Regions from separate parts of the Mus musculus genome. Here all the other regions are linked to region 2. A link is a contact called in public promoter capture Hi-C data. All regions are on one chromosome and are shown on one strand. The core of a region is the stretch at or near the end of the contact, and the rest is flanking DNA. Distances in the headings are between cores, read along the strand shown. Region 1 holds the start of Mettl26 (methyltransferase like 26). Region 2 holds the start of Tead3 (TEA domain family member 3). Region 3 holds the start of Rab40c (Rab40C, member RAS oncogene family). Region 4 holds the start of Metrn (meteorin, glial cell differentiation regulator).

Region 1 (2,793 bases), core at 99-2,598, 2.5 Mb after region 2:
ACTCACTCTGCCTCCCAAGTGCTGGGATTACAGGCGTGCGCCACCATGCCAGGCTGGAGTGACTCTTAATCACAGGGAGGCTCCCCACCCCCACATCGCCCTGCCTACCATCCTCTCCAGGACCAAGCCACTGGCCTGGCCTAGTTCCTCCAGAAGGACTGTGTCACGAAGCCCCCACTCTGGGTTCCTGCAGTTGGGGAGGAAGGTAGAAGGCATTTGCAGAGTTGAGGTTATGATCCCGCCTACCCTCTCTCTGAGCCAAGCTACCTCCTAGCCAGATCTGACCTGCATCTGAGGGTCAGGTCAAAGTCCACGTTGCTCTGGGGAGAGATCTTCCCATTGACGGCATAGGGCTGTGAGAACAAGACACAATACATAGGCCCAAAGTCAGTCGTTCCCACACAGCTAGTTTGCAGGATAGGATGGAGTTCTTTCCATAGGAGTATAGAAAGAATAACTTTTTTCTGCACTCAAGAAGGAAAAGGGCTAGCTAGGTCCCGGGCCCTGGGCTTCAAGAGTGGGGAAACACCCAAGGCTGATAGGGGTGTCTTAAGGTAGGGTCACTCACCCCGTAGGTGATCAGCACAGCCTTGGTTTTGAGCAGGTGTCCTGCTGCTCTAAAGAGCCCCTGCAGAGGAAGGCAAGTAGGGCACAGTAAGCCGGGAGCTGGAGACTCATGCTTTCCTCTTTGCAACGTGAAAGCTGGGCTCCACAGTGGTCCCCACCTCTGTGCAGTTCAGGGGGCTGATGTGGATCATATTGATGCAGAGCAACAGGTCCAGCGATCGGGGTGGGATGCCGCCCCATTGCTCCCACTCCCAGGTCACGTCCAGGTACAGCGGAGCCTTCACATTGGACAACCCTTGGGCTCGGGTGGTGGCGGCAATGCTGTGGAGAGCAGCAGCGCATGGGCAAGGGCTGACGAGGCCCCTCAGTGATCGGGGTGTGGGGGGAAAGTCCTGAGGAGCAGCAAGCGGGTATCTTTGTCGACCCTACAGCCCATTGCTTCTACTACCTCAGTCTGGCACCCAAACCTAGGCCTGTCCTGATTTCCGGTCTGCCAGCCCCGCCGTTCACTCAGCCCCAAGCGGCCGCAAGGGAAAGACACCGCGCCGCCGCACCTGTCCAGGCAGCGTTGGTCCACGTCCGACGGCTGCCACTCGGCATTCGGGAAGGCCTGTGCAAAGTGTGCCGCGTGCTGTCCAGAGCCCGAGGCCACCTCGAGCACGCGAACACAGCGCTGGGCAGGATCCACATACTGGCGGAGTACGGACAGGATGGGCTCCTTGTTTCTCTCAGCAGCCGCAGCCATCATCATCGCAGCGGTGCGGCCAGCCCCAGCCAGAATGCGCGCGGGGCACCACGGGAGCTGTGGTCCAGCTCCTGCGCGGGGCACTACGGGAGTTGTGGTCGAAAGGGCCAGCCGCTTGCAACAGTATAACTGTTAGGAGGCCTCTCAACTCCTAAAAGGGTTTGCATCTGCGGGAAACTGATTCCGGCGGCCGGGATTTAGCGGTGACTTCGGACAAGGAACAAGGCTCGAGTAGAGGCTATGGTTTCCTGGAGTCTTTCAGCTGTATTTGTTTAAAAGCTCATTTGTTGCGTTTGCGCCTCACCTTTTTTGGAATGGTGTTTAAGATTGCAAGGCATCCTTCCTTTTCAGAGATGAACGGGAAAATAAAAAGAACATGCGCCGCCCGGGAATCGAACCCGGGTCGCAAGAATGGGAATCTTGCATGATACCACTACACCAGCGGCGCTGTTGAGCGAGACTGCAGTCCGTAGGGCATACGAATTGTGACGCAAGCATGTTAATGTAACAGCATTATGCCTGTGTCTTTTCTGTTGCGCTCCGTTTCTCTATTGGCAAGCGTTTGCAGAACAACATATCCCACCAGATCCCAAAGTGTTGTTGCTGTCGTCCAAGGGAAAGGAGAAAATGTGGGTACCGTGAGATTTATAGACAGGATTTGGTTCTGCGCCATGGAAACCATAGCGGTCGCGATCTCTTGGAAGCCTGAGGTCGCGCTCAGGTCCTGAGGTTCAACAAGCCAAGCCTTGTGGGCATGGGCGGTAACAGAATGGAGCTTGGGGAACCCAGATGCAGGAATCCTCGGGTCTGGGACACTTTGGGCTCAGATGAGCTTTGTGTGACGCTGAGACGGCTGGCATTAGCTCGAGGTCCACGGATAGATAGCAGGAGGCGGTCAGTGACTATTGAAATGAAATTCGAAGCGACAAGTGCACGGACAAGGGTACTTCTCTGATTCTCACCTTTGTGTGGTTTGAAGTGGTTCATTTCTCACAGGGGCTGGATTTTAGAAAATGTCCGAGACGTTCACGCTTGATTGCCAACAGTTAGTTCAAAGGTTGCGTGGGCTACTCTGCCCCATACTACATCATGGAGCTCAGGGTTAAACATGGCTCCTGCTTGGGGCTGTGTTTGAGGTGTCTATTCAGCCGGAGTGACCAGGGGTGTGAGTGTAGTCAAACTGTTAAACTATGTGAGTGACATGGCCCAAGGATGAGATATAGGGTGGCCACTCTAGAAATGCCTCTGAAAAGTTATCAGTCCAGACTCGGGGAAAGTCCTGAAGTCCAACCCCTCACCCACTCTGAGCAGCCCCTGACAGATGGTTATGGATGTCTGACATTGGTAGTGACCTTGACTGGACCTGAGTCAGACTCTCCCTTTTACAGCCTCAGCCTCTGCATACCTGGCTTGCTTTTCCCATAGATTATTCGTGGGATTTTGGGCAGAGGAGCTGGGGGTGTGAGCATCTTCCATATGTC
Region 2 (2,700 bases), core at 70-2,569:
GGGAAGGTGGCCTGAAGCTGCATGGGGGCTATGACTCCACATCAAGGAGCAAGACCTCGTTTTGTTGAGGGGTTGCCTGTCGAGATGGGGTCCAAGGTCACCCCACGGTCTGTCTTCACAGCTGACTATATAGTGCTGCAGTTCGGCCGCGTGGCTGAGGACGCCTTCACCCTAGACTACCGGTACCCGCTGTGTGCTCTGCAGGCCTTCGCCATCGCCCTCTCCAGCTTCGACGGGAAGCTGGCCTGCGAGTGACCCCCCACAGCTCCTCAGCGCTGGGAAAGCATTCGGTTGGGGGTGGCAAGGTCCCTCCCCCACAGCTCCCATGGAAGGGCTCACCCCTCTCCGTGACCTCCGGGCATTTCCCCCCTCCACTCCCCCAGCCTGGCACCGGCTGAGGCAGAGGGGATGGAGATGAACATCTGGTCGCCCAAAAGTACTTGCCTCGCCCCCTCCTCCCCAGTCACTTCCTGTCAGAGAGCCGGAGTCAGATGTTCGAGGCCCCTCCGACCCCGCGCTGGGGGGTTTGTAGGGGGTGGGGAGGGGACGATGGTGAAGCAGAGCCAGGGACCCACATCCCCAATAAAGTCACGTCCGAGGCTGAACGCATCGGTAGTTTCTGGATTCATGTGTGTAAACTCAGGTGCCTGCGTTGGCCCCGCGCTCCCGCGTCCCCTTCTGTTCTATGGAACCTCGTCAAGCGCACAGGGTCCGGGCCCCCGACTCTCCGCCAGTAGGGAGGAGAGGGAGGGCCCTAGAGGTAGAGGAAGAGGGAGAAAGGGAGAAATTCGAGAAACAAGCCACTCGGGGAGAACCAGACAAACCGGGTCCGGGCAGGGCGGAGCCAAGTCTGAGGCCCCGGAGTGGGGGGCGGGCTCTGGGCGGGAGGGGAGCTGCAGAGGCCTGGGCTGCCCGGGACCCGAGTAGAAGGGTGGGGAGCCCGAGACCCCGTGCGCGCTCGGGTCATTTGGATGCGGAGGACGCGGCTCCCCAGGACCCTAAACACCTCCAAGGAGTTCAGCCTAGGGGGCAGAGCTCTCCTCTTGGCTCCGCCCCAGACCTGATCCCTCTAGATTCAGCGGAGTACCCACAAGGGGGTTGTGTAGGGGAGGTGGGAACTCTGAGACGACGAGCGAGGAATGGGGTGCGCGGGAGTGTGAATCCACAGCTACGGGCGTTCTTGGGACTGGGTGGTTAGAGAGACAGCAGGCCCCGGCCCGCCTTAGATCACTCCCCCCAAATAGCACCGCCCACCCGTGGGCCCGCCCGCCGTTGGCCCCGCCTACCGGTCCCGCCCCTCCCGCCCGCAGCCCCCACCCCCCGCCCGGCTCCCTCAACACAAACTTTCCGTCCCGCTCGCTCCCTCCTCCGCGCCCAGCACCTCCCGCTCCGGCCGGGCTCATTCCGTACATTCCGGCCATCCCCCTGCCCACGACCCCCCTTCCCGGCCCCCCTCACTACTCCCTCGGGCCCGGCGGAGCGGCCCGGCGGAGCGCCCCCCGGAGCTCGGAGCAGGTAAGCCCGGGGAATGCAACTCGGAGGCCTCGCGCGCAGAGGTGACTGCTCTGCTCGGGTGGCTTCTGGATGGCGGGGACCCGGGACACTCTAGGGGTTCTGAGCTATTGTCCAGCCCGCGCCGGAGCCCAGGACCTGGGTGCCGGGAACTTTGGAGGGAAGGGGGGAGACGCTCTCCGGGAAGCCCCGCCCACCCACCCCACCCCCCCGCGACCCGGAGGCTGGGAAGCCCGGAGTGTCCCGGGTGCCCGGGCCTGGCCCCGCCGTGTGCCGGGGTGTGCGCCCAGAGCCGCGGGCTTGGAAGGCCTGCGCCGGGACTCGTATCCGGGGCGCCCTTTGGACTCCCGAGAGCCCGCGAGCCCCGGGCTCCACGCAGGCCTTAGCCAGGGCGCGCCGGTGTGCGCGCTGCTCGCGGCTGCGCTGGGACCCGGCCCGGGTGTCTGGAAGCCACAGTGTGAGCCCGGAGCGTGTGCGCACCCAAAGGCGTGGGGGGACGCCTGTCCCCTACAGTTCTGCCGCCCGCCTCGGGGCGAGTCCCAGCTCCTTGCTCCAGGAGCCTCGCTCGGGACGCGGCTGGATTTGGGGCCTTCCCCGCACTTCTCCGGAGAACTTGTTAAGGCAATTGTGGGCGACAGGGCTTCCCTTCCCACTCGGGTCCTCTCCATTGTCTGTCACGTCTTTATTCCTGCCTGGGAAGGGAGGCTGGAGCGCTGATGTGGGTCTGTTTTCTAGCCCCAGCAGGCCTTCGGGGCAGTGTCACTTTAGCCCCTACTCTACCCGCCCCCCCCCCCCCCCCCAACAGGGGCCCTGATTGAGGGCTTAGTTTTTTAAAGAGCAAGAGGGAACGAACGAAGCCTAGGGCCGGGCTTCTCAGGGCCTGTGTCCCTCTCTCTGTATCTCGAGCTCTCTCCAGGTAGGGGCAGAACCAAGTCAGGCCTGGACTTGTAGCCTAGCCCGGAGGATGGCGGTGGGGGCTGGACACAGCTTTGAGGGACTGGTGTCCATGGTGGCTCCGTGTATTTGAACTCTCGTAGCCTGGATCTGTACACACAGGGTTTTGCCTCAGTGCTGGGGTCTGGGACACCCCTACACTCACAACCAGCTGCGGGCTGCTGCCAGGAGGGAAAGCAGCTATTAGTTGAAGGTGTAAGGACTATGCCTCTGCCCTTCCTAGTCCCCAGACCT
Region 3 (2,825 bases), core at 264-2,763, 2.4 Mb after region 2:
TTGCAGCCTTTCCCCCTGTTAAAATGGGCTTACACCAGGCCAGGTAGCTCTTGAACTGCTGGACAAATTCTCCTATCTTTACTTCCTTTCTTTCTTATTATAGGAGCCGGAGCTAGATGGAGATTACAGATGGTCAGTCACCGGAGGGAGATCGAACTCATACTGTTAGGCTTACAGTGCAAGAGCGTTGGTCCCAATCTATGTTTACGGTTTTTTTTGTTTTTTGTTTGGTTTGGTTTGGTTTTGGGTTTTTGAGACAGGGTTTCTCTGTATAGCCCTGGCTGTCCTGGAACTCACCCTGTAGACCAGGCTGGCTTCGAACTCAGAAATTCGCCTGCCTCTGCCTTCCGAGTGCTGGAATTAAAGGCGAGCGCCACCACGCCCGGCTTATGTTTTACGTTTTAAATTTTTTGCTATTTATGTGACTTGTGAATGCACTCTTAACCAAGAACGCTGTCCGTGGCCCTCCAGCCTTGGAGCTGGCCGACCGAGTGTGCACATGCAATGCGTTGCCCATCCTGGAGTTCACCGGGCCAACGCTGCTCAGTCGCTGGTCCAAGCCCTCAGGATCCGCTTTGGGAAGGATGTCCCCCACAAGAGACAGCTCAGAGGTGGACTTCAGCCGCCATCCTTGTGCCAAAACACTCAGTAGCGGCCCCGCCCACTCCGCAGCCAGGAGGAAGTCCCACCCCTTGGAACAGCCCACAAGGGAGAGAGGCTTGCCCCTCCAGGGCGAACACTAAGTGGCTGTCCCCGCCCTGCCCTCAGGGAAGGCGAGCCCCACAGTGTACGACGAACTTTGTTACTTCCCTTCTGGGTCTCTGTGAGAGCGGCCGGCCAACGCAGCTTGATAGATAACCTGCCCCCTTCCAACACCCTCCTCCCGGGACTCAGCTGAAGCAGGAGTTATCTCTACCCTTCCGCTTGTCCACGAGGGGGGAAGGGTAGACTTGTGTAATGTTTGACTCTTGATTGGCCCGAATTAGGAAAGGGGTGGGCCTAGGAGGTTATGATCGATGTTAGATGGCACAAATGCCTTAGCAGTAGTAGCCAATGGTGATGACGAGGGGGCGGGAGGCCAGGATGTTGCAGGTCGGTGCCCGGCTACTATGGCTCTGAGGCATCCTGCAGGAAGCAGTAGGGGTTGGGATGGACATGCAAGAGCAACCAATGATTTCGGAAAATCAGTGGGAAGTAGCCAATGGTCACAGCGAGGAGGCGGGGAAAAACGCCAGCCTCAGCAACACTGTGTACGAAATAGCGGGGACGGGACTTCAGTGATAGACAAGCATGTAGACCAACAGAAGTGAGAAAGAGGGTGGCAGCGGGCCAGTAGCAGTGGCGAGTGGGCAGGGCGGGGCGACCGTGGGCTGGGCGGCACCTTGTGTGGGGCGACGTGGGGGCGGGGCGACCGTGACGGCCAGGCTGCCAGGCCAATGGCCCGGAGAGGGCCGGCGGAGGGTGGCCAATGGCGGCGGCGCATCCGGGGGCGGGGCTGCGGGGCTGCGCGGTGCCGTGCGGGAAGCGGCGGGTGGCGGCGGCGGCAGCGGCGGCGGCGGCGGCTAGGAGGCTGAGGTGAAGCTGGCGGCAGCGGGGCGGGTGCACTGGGGGCGGTGGCCAGCGGGCGGGAGCATCAGCGTCCTGACCGCACGGCCGCTCACCAGCCTTCGCCCGCAGGTCTGGCGGCGGTGCCGTGGGCCGCGGTGCGGCGGGCGGGAGGATGGGCACCCAGGGCAGTCCAGTGAAGAGCTACGATTACCTGCTCAAGTTCCTGCTGGTGGGCGACAGCGACGTGGGCAAAGGCGAGATCCTGGAGAGCCTTCAGGACGGCGCAGCTGAATCCCCGTACGCCTACAGCAACGGTAGGCCGGGGTTGGCTGTGGGCGCGCGAGGTGGGAGCGGCCTGTCGCGGGAGCGGGCGGCCTCTGCGCGTGTCGCTGCGGTATCCTCTGGCCCTGCCTTGAGGAGCCGTCGGCAAGCGGGCGCGGGTCCTGGTGGCTACTAAGAAGTCACAGCAGCAGGTCTTTGGAGTCCATTAGGGCCTGGAATGGGCCGCGCGGCAGATACCGCACGACGGGCCCGGTGCTCACCGCACTGCCGCCGGAGGGGTTTGCTCAGAGACACCGCACCCTGTGCAGGGAGAAAATAGGTCTGCTGCGATGTGATTTTTGTTAACTTCCGGGTGCATGGCAAAAAATACACAAGGTAGATTGCATCACTGGCACTTGCCTGAGCTTGCCTCTTAATTTAGATATTTAAGGTAAAATCGTAGCTAACAGTGGGTGGGATTGGATCACAGGGGCTGCTGACTCCGGAGGAATTAATGTGCAGTGGGCCTGTCATCTTATATCACTGGACTAATTCTACCTTCCTGGTCGCTTCCCGAGTCCCTTTTACTCTGCTTTTTTACTTCATTCTCTGGGGTCTTGTTAGCCCTGTCTTACTGCTCTGAGTACTGGCGGTCTGGTAAATAACAGCTGAGTGTGTAGGTAAGACATCTACCACTCTTAGCAGTTAGGACTTGTCAAGGGTGATGACTGCCAGGACATCAGTGGAGGACCCTTCCTTTTGAACAGTAGCGCTGGATCTTCTCTGTAAGTCCTCCCCAAGCACCTCTCAGCTTCAGTTCACAGCAGGCATCTTCAGCGCAGGAAAGGAAGAGTCATGGTTTTACTTTGCAGGGTATGTGAAAAGACCTCTGCACAGCCAGGCAGCCTTGACTGGTATTTAACTGGGCGTCCCAGGGTGACAGCCCTGCTCAGAAAGGCTTTGGGGGGTTACCTTTCCAATGGGGGAGTGTGGGAAGGGCTGGGCTTGGCTTCAGA
Region 4 (2,700 bases), core at 178-2,677, 2.6 Mb after region 2:
ATTGGTCAAAGAGGGCCTGGGAGGCAAGGAGAAAGTAGTCAGTGTTTGAAGCTCCTCCCCAGATTGCCAGTGGGATCACTGGATCTCATCTGTCTCTGAGCGCAGGTCCAGGCCAACCGGAAGGGTTTCACTCGGAACCTGGAGGATCCAGAAACAGAGCCCTGGGGGTGGGAGAGAGAGAGAGAGAGAGAGAGAGAGAGAGAGAGAGAGATCCTTGGGGACCTGCCAAGGTTCTTCTTCTATTTTCCATCTCCTCCACCCTCCCTTCGGTCAGATCCAAAGGACAAGCTGCTCCAAGGAAGCTCTTCCCCATTGGGGGGTTTCACAGTGGCTCTATTTTATTTTAAGAGGTTCTCGGGGGGGGGGGGATAGGGGATTTTCAGAGGGGAAACCAGGAAAGGGGATAACATTTGAAATGTAAATAAAGAAAATATCTAATAAAAATATTTTTTTAAAAATGAACAACAAACAAAACAAAACAAAAAAAAGAGGTTCTCATGTAGCCCACACTGTCCTTGAATTCACTATGGAGCCAAGGATGCCCTTGAACATCTGAGCTGCTTCCTTTACTTCCTGCCCGCTGGGATTACAGGCAAGACCCACTACACTCTCAGTTTAACATTATTTTAAAGATCAAAGCCAGGGGTGTATGCCTGTGTGGTAGGTGCTCTATAACCTAGCTACATCCTCAGGCTGCCTGGGATATCTTTCTGATTCCCTTTCGGTTGATCTTGACTGTAGGAATGGCCTGTACTTTGGCACCGGCAGACTACCAGGCTTTGTCAGTCAGGTGGGTCCCTAGGCAGGTCCTCTAGAACGCCTCATTTTTTTCTTAGTATCCATTTAACATTGGAGGAGTGTGTAGTTAGGTCTGAGAATGTATGGTGGCAGAAGGAGATCCACACTACCCACGCTACTCCTTCCAGACCTAGCCAGTATTCTTTCTTTTCCCCAAACCGAAGGTTTGGCCTAGCTCCATGCTCCAGGCCCTCTGTACCCTCCCTTATGAGATGCAGTAACACAGGGGTTTTAATCTCTTTTCCTTAAGTACCAGCAGCAGGATACCAGTGTTCAGATTTTGGCTGCAGACTCTACTACTTCTCTTACAAAGTCCCACTGCCCCGAGGTCCACTGAAGGTAAGGGGTGGACAGCCTTCCAGATTCCAGTCGACAGCGAACCCCACCAACCCACCAAACGTTCCTATTGGGGATCTCCAAATGGGGAAACAGGAGCGCTTTCTACATCAACCCTGCCTTGGACCGAGCTCCCGCCTTGAGCCCGCCCCACCCCCTCGAGGGTGCTGCAATTGGAGGAAAGTTCTGCGGCTTGTGGCGATTGGTCCGAGAGCAAAGGCCCCGCCCCCTAGCCCCGGAGCTCAGAGGGGGCAGCGGCGAGGGGTCGCCGGTTGTGGGGACGCGCCGGGCCGGGCAGCCGCGCCGCGGGCTGCTCGCGCTGCGGCCCCGACCCTCCCGGGGCAGCAGTCCGAGGCCCCGGCGCGTCCCCTAACCATGCTGGTAGCCACGCTTCTTTGCGCGCTCTGTTGCGGCCTCCTGGCCGCGTCCGCTCACGCTGGCTACTCGGAAGACCGCTGCAGCTGGAGGGGCAGGTACCAGGAGGGACTGCGGGGAGGGTTGTGGGTTTATTTATTTATTTATTTTATTTTATTTACTTCTTGGGTTGGAGGGTTCCCTCCCACTTGGAACTGAGGAAACGCAGACTTCAATGTCCTGTTACACAGAGTAGAAGCAGATGTTGGTAGCCGCGGGAAAAGGGATGAGCGGGCTAGGGAACGAGGGTCACCCACCTGAGAACCACCGTCCTGTCCCCAGCGGTTTGACCCAGGAGCCTGGCAGCGTGGGGCAGCTGACCCTGGACTGTACTGAGGGCGCTATCGAGTGGCTGTACCCAGCTGGGGCGCTGCGCCTGACCCTGGGCGGCCCCGATCCGGGCACACGGCCCAGCATCGTCTGTCTGCGCCCAGAGCGGCCCTTCGCTGGTGCCCAGGTCTTCGCTGAACGTATGACCGGCAATCTAGAGTTGCTACTGGCCGAGGGCCCGGACCTGGCTGGGGGCCGCTGCATGCGCTGGGGTCCCCGCGAGCGCCGAGCCCTTTTCCTGCAGGCCACACCACACCGCGACATCAGCCGCAGAGTTGCTGCCTTCCGTTTTGAACTGCACGAGGACCAACGTGCAGAAATGTCTCCCCAGGCTCAAGGTCTTGGTGTGGATGGTGAGTGATTATGAGACTGGCTGGGTGTCAGAAATTGGCCCTCCACACTGACCTGATGGGACTGGGCCTTGCCACCCCATTGCATGGAGAGTCCTTCTGTAGCTTGACAGAGGCCACTCCGGTGGAGAGCATAGTGGCTTCCAGGTCGTAAGGAGGTGAGTTGGAAGTGCCCCCGCCTTTCTCTCCTCCTCCTCTTAAAAGATTCGGTTTAGGAAAAGAGCAGGAGGGGGCAAATGCCCGAGAGGCCAGCCCTGGGTCTCTGGTTTCTGAAGGATTGGGGGAAGGGTTAAGCTGAGGCAGAATCAAAGCCTATGGCCAAGGCTGTCCAGGGCTCCCTGGCCTGGTGGTGACCTCCTTCCCCTCCCCCCAAGCCCAGCCAACAAAAGTCCAGTGTGCCTCTTCGTCACCATGGAGACTGCCTGCCCTGCCTCCCTGCAGGGCACCAGGCCCAGTGCTTTGCTCTTCTGGA

Evidence for each region. Promoter capture Hi-C pulls out the DNA fragments that hold promoters and counts their contacts.
Region 1: a promoter capture Hi-C map of liver shows a contact between it and region 2, with 2.5 times the contacts expected there. The contact joins the promoter of Mettl26 here to the promoter of Tead3 in region 2. A contact is called at or near these places in 1 of 39 promoter capture datasets (liver) and 1 of 9 other capture datasets (liver).
Region 3: a promoter capture Hi-C map of liver shows a contact between it and region 2, with 2.3 times the contacts expected there. The contact joins the promoter of Rab40c here to the promoter of Tead3 in region 2.
Region 4: a contact with region 2 is called in a promoter capture Hi-C map of cranial neural crest. The contact joins the promoter of Metrn here to the promoter of Tead3 in region 2. A contact is called at or near these places in 2 of 39 promoter capture datasets (cranial neural crest and liver).

What each region holds. Positions count from the first base shown.
Region 1 is chr17:25,874,055-25,876,847 of GRCm38.p6, reverse strand. Mettl26 (methyltransferase like 26) reads right to left here and starts at 1,348. Exons shown (of 6, transcript NM_026686.2): 1 at 1,122-1,348; 2 at 726-888; 3 at 569-628; 4 at 286-353; 5 at 109-187. The coding sequence starts at 1,318. n-TGccc7 (a tRNA gene) reads right to left here and starts at 1,760; the gene lies at 1,690-1,760.
Region 2 is chr17:28,349,424-28,352,123 of GRCm38.p6, reverse strand. It overlaps Tead3 (TEA domain family member 3), which reads left to right and starts at 1,319. Exons shown (of 13, transcript NM_011566.4): 1 at 1,319-1,515. Tulp1 (tubby like protein 1) reads left to right here. Exons shown (of 15, transcript NM_021478.2): 15 at 122-609. The coding sequence ends at 255.
Region 3 is chr17:25,918,402-25,921,226 of GRCm38.p6, reverse strand. It overlaps Rab40c (Rab40C, member RAS oncogene family), which reads left to right and starts at 1,513. Exons shown (of 7, transcript NM_139154.2): 1 at 1,513-1,575; 2 at 1,678-1,862. The coding sequence starts at 1,721.
Region 4 is chr17:25,795,772-25,798,471 of GRCm38.p6, reverse strand. Metrn (meteorin, glial cell differentiation regulator) reads left to right here and starts at 1,427. Exons shown (of 4, transcript NM_133719.2): 1 at 1,427-1,607; 2 at 1,831-2,231. The coding sequence starts at 1,510.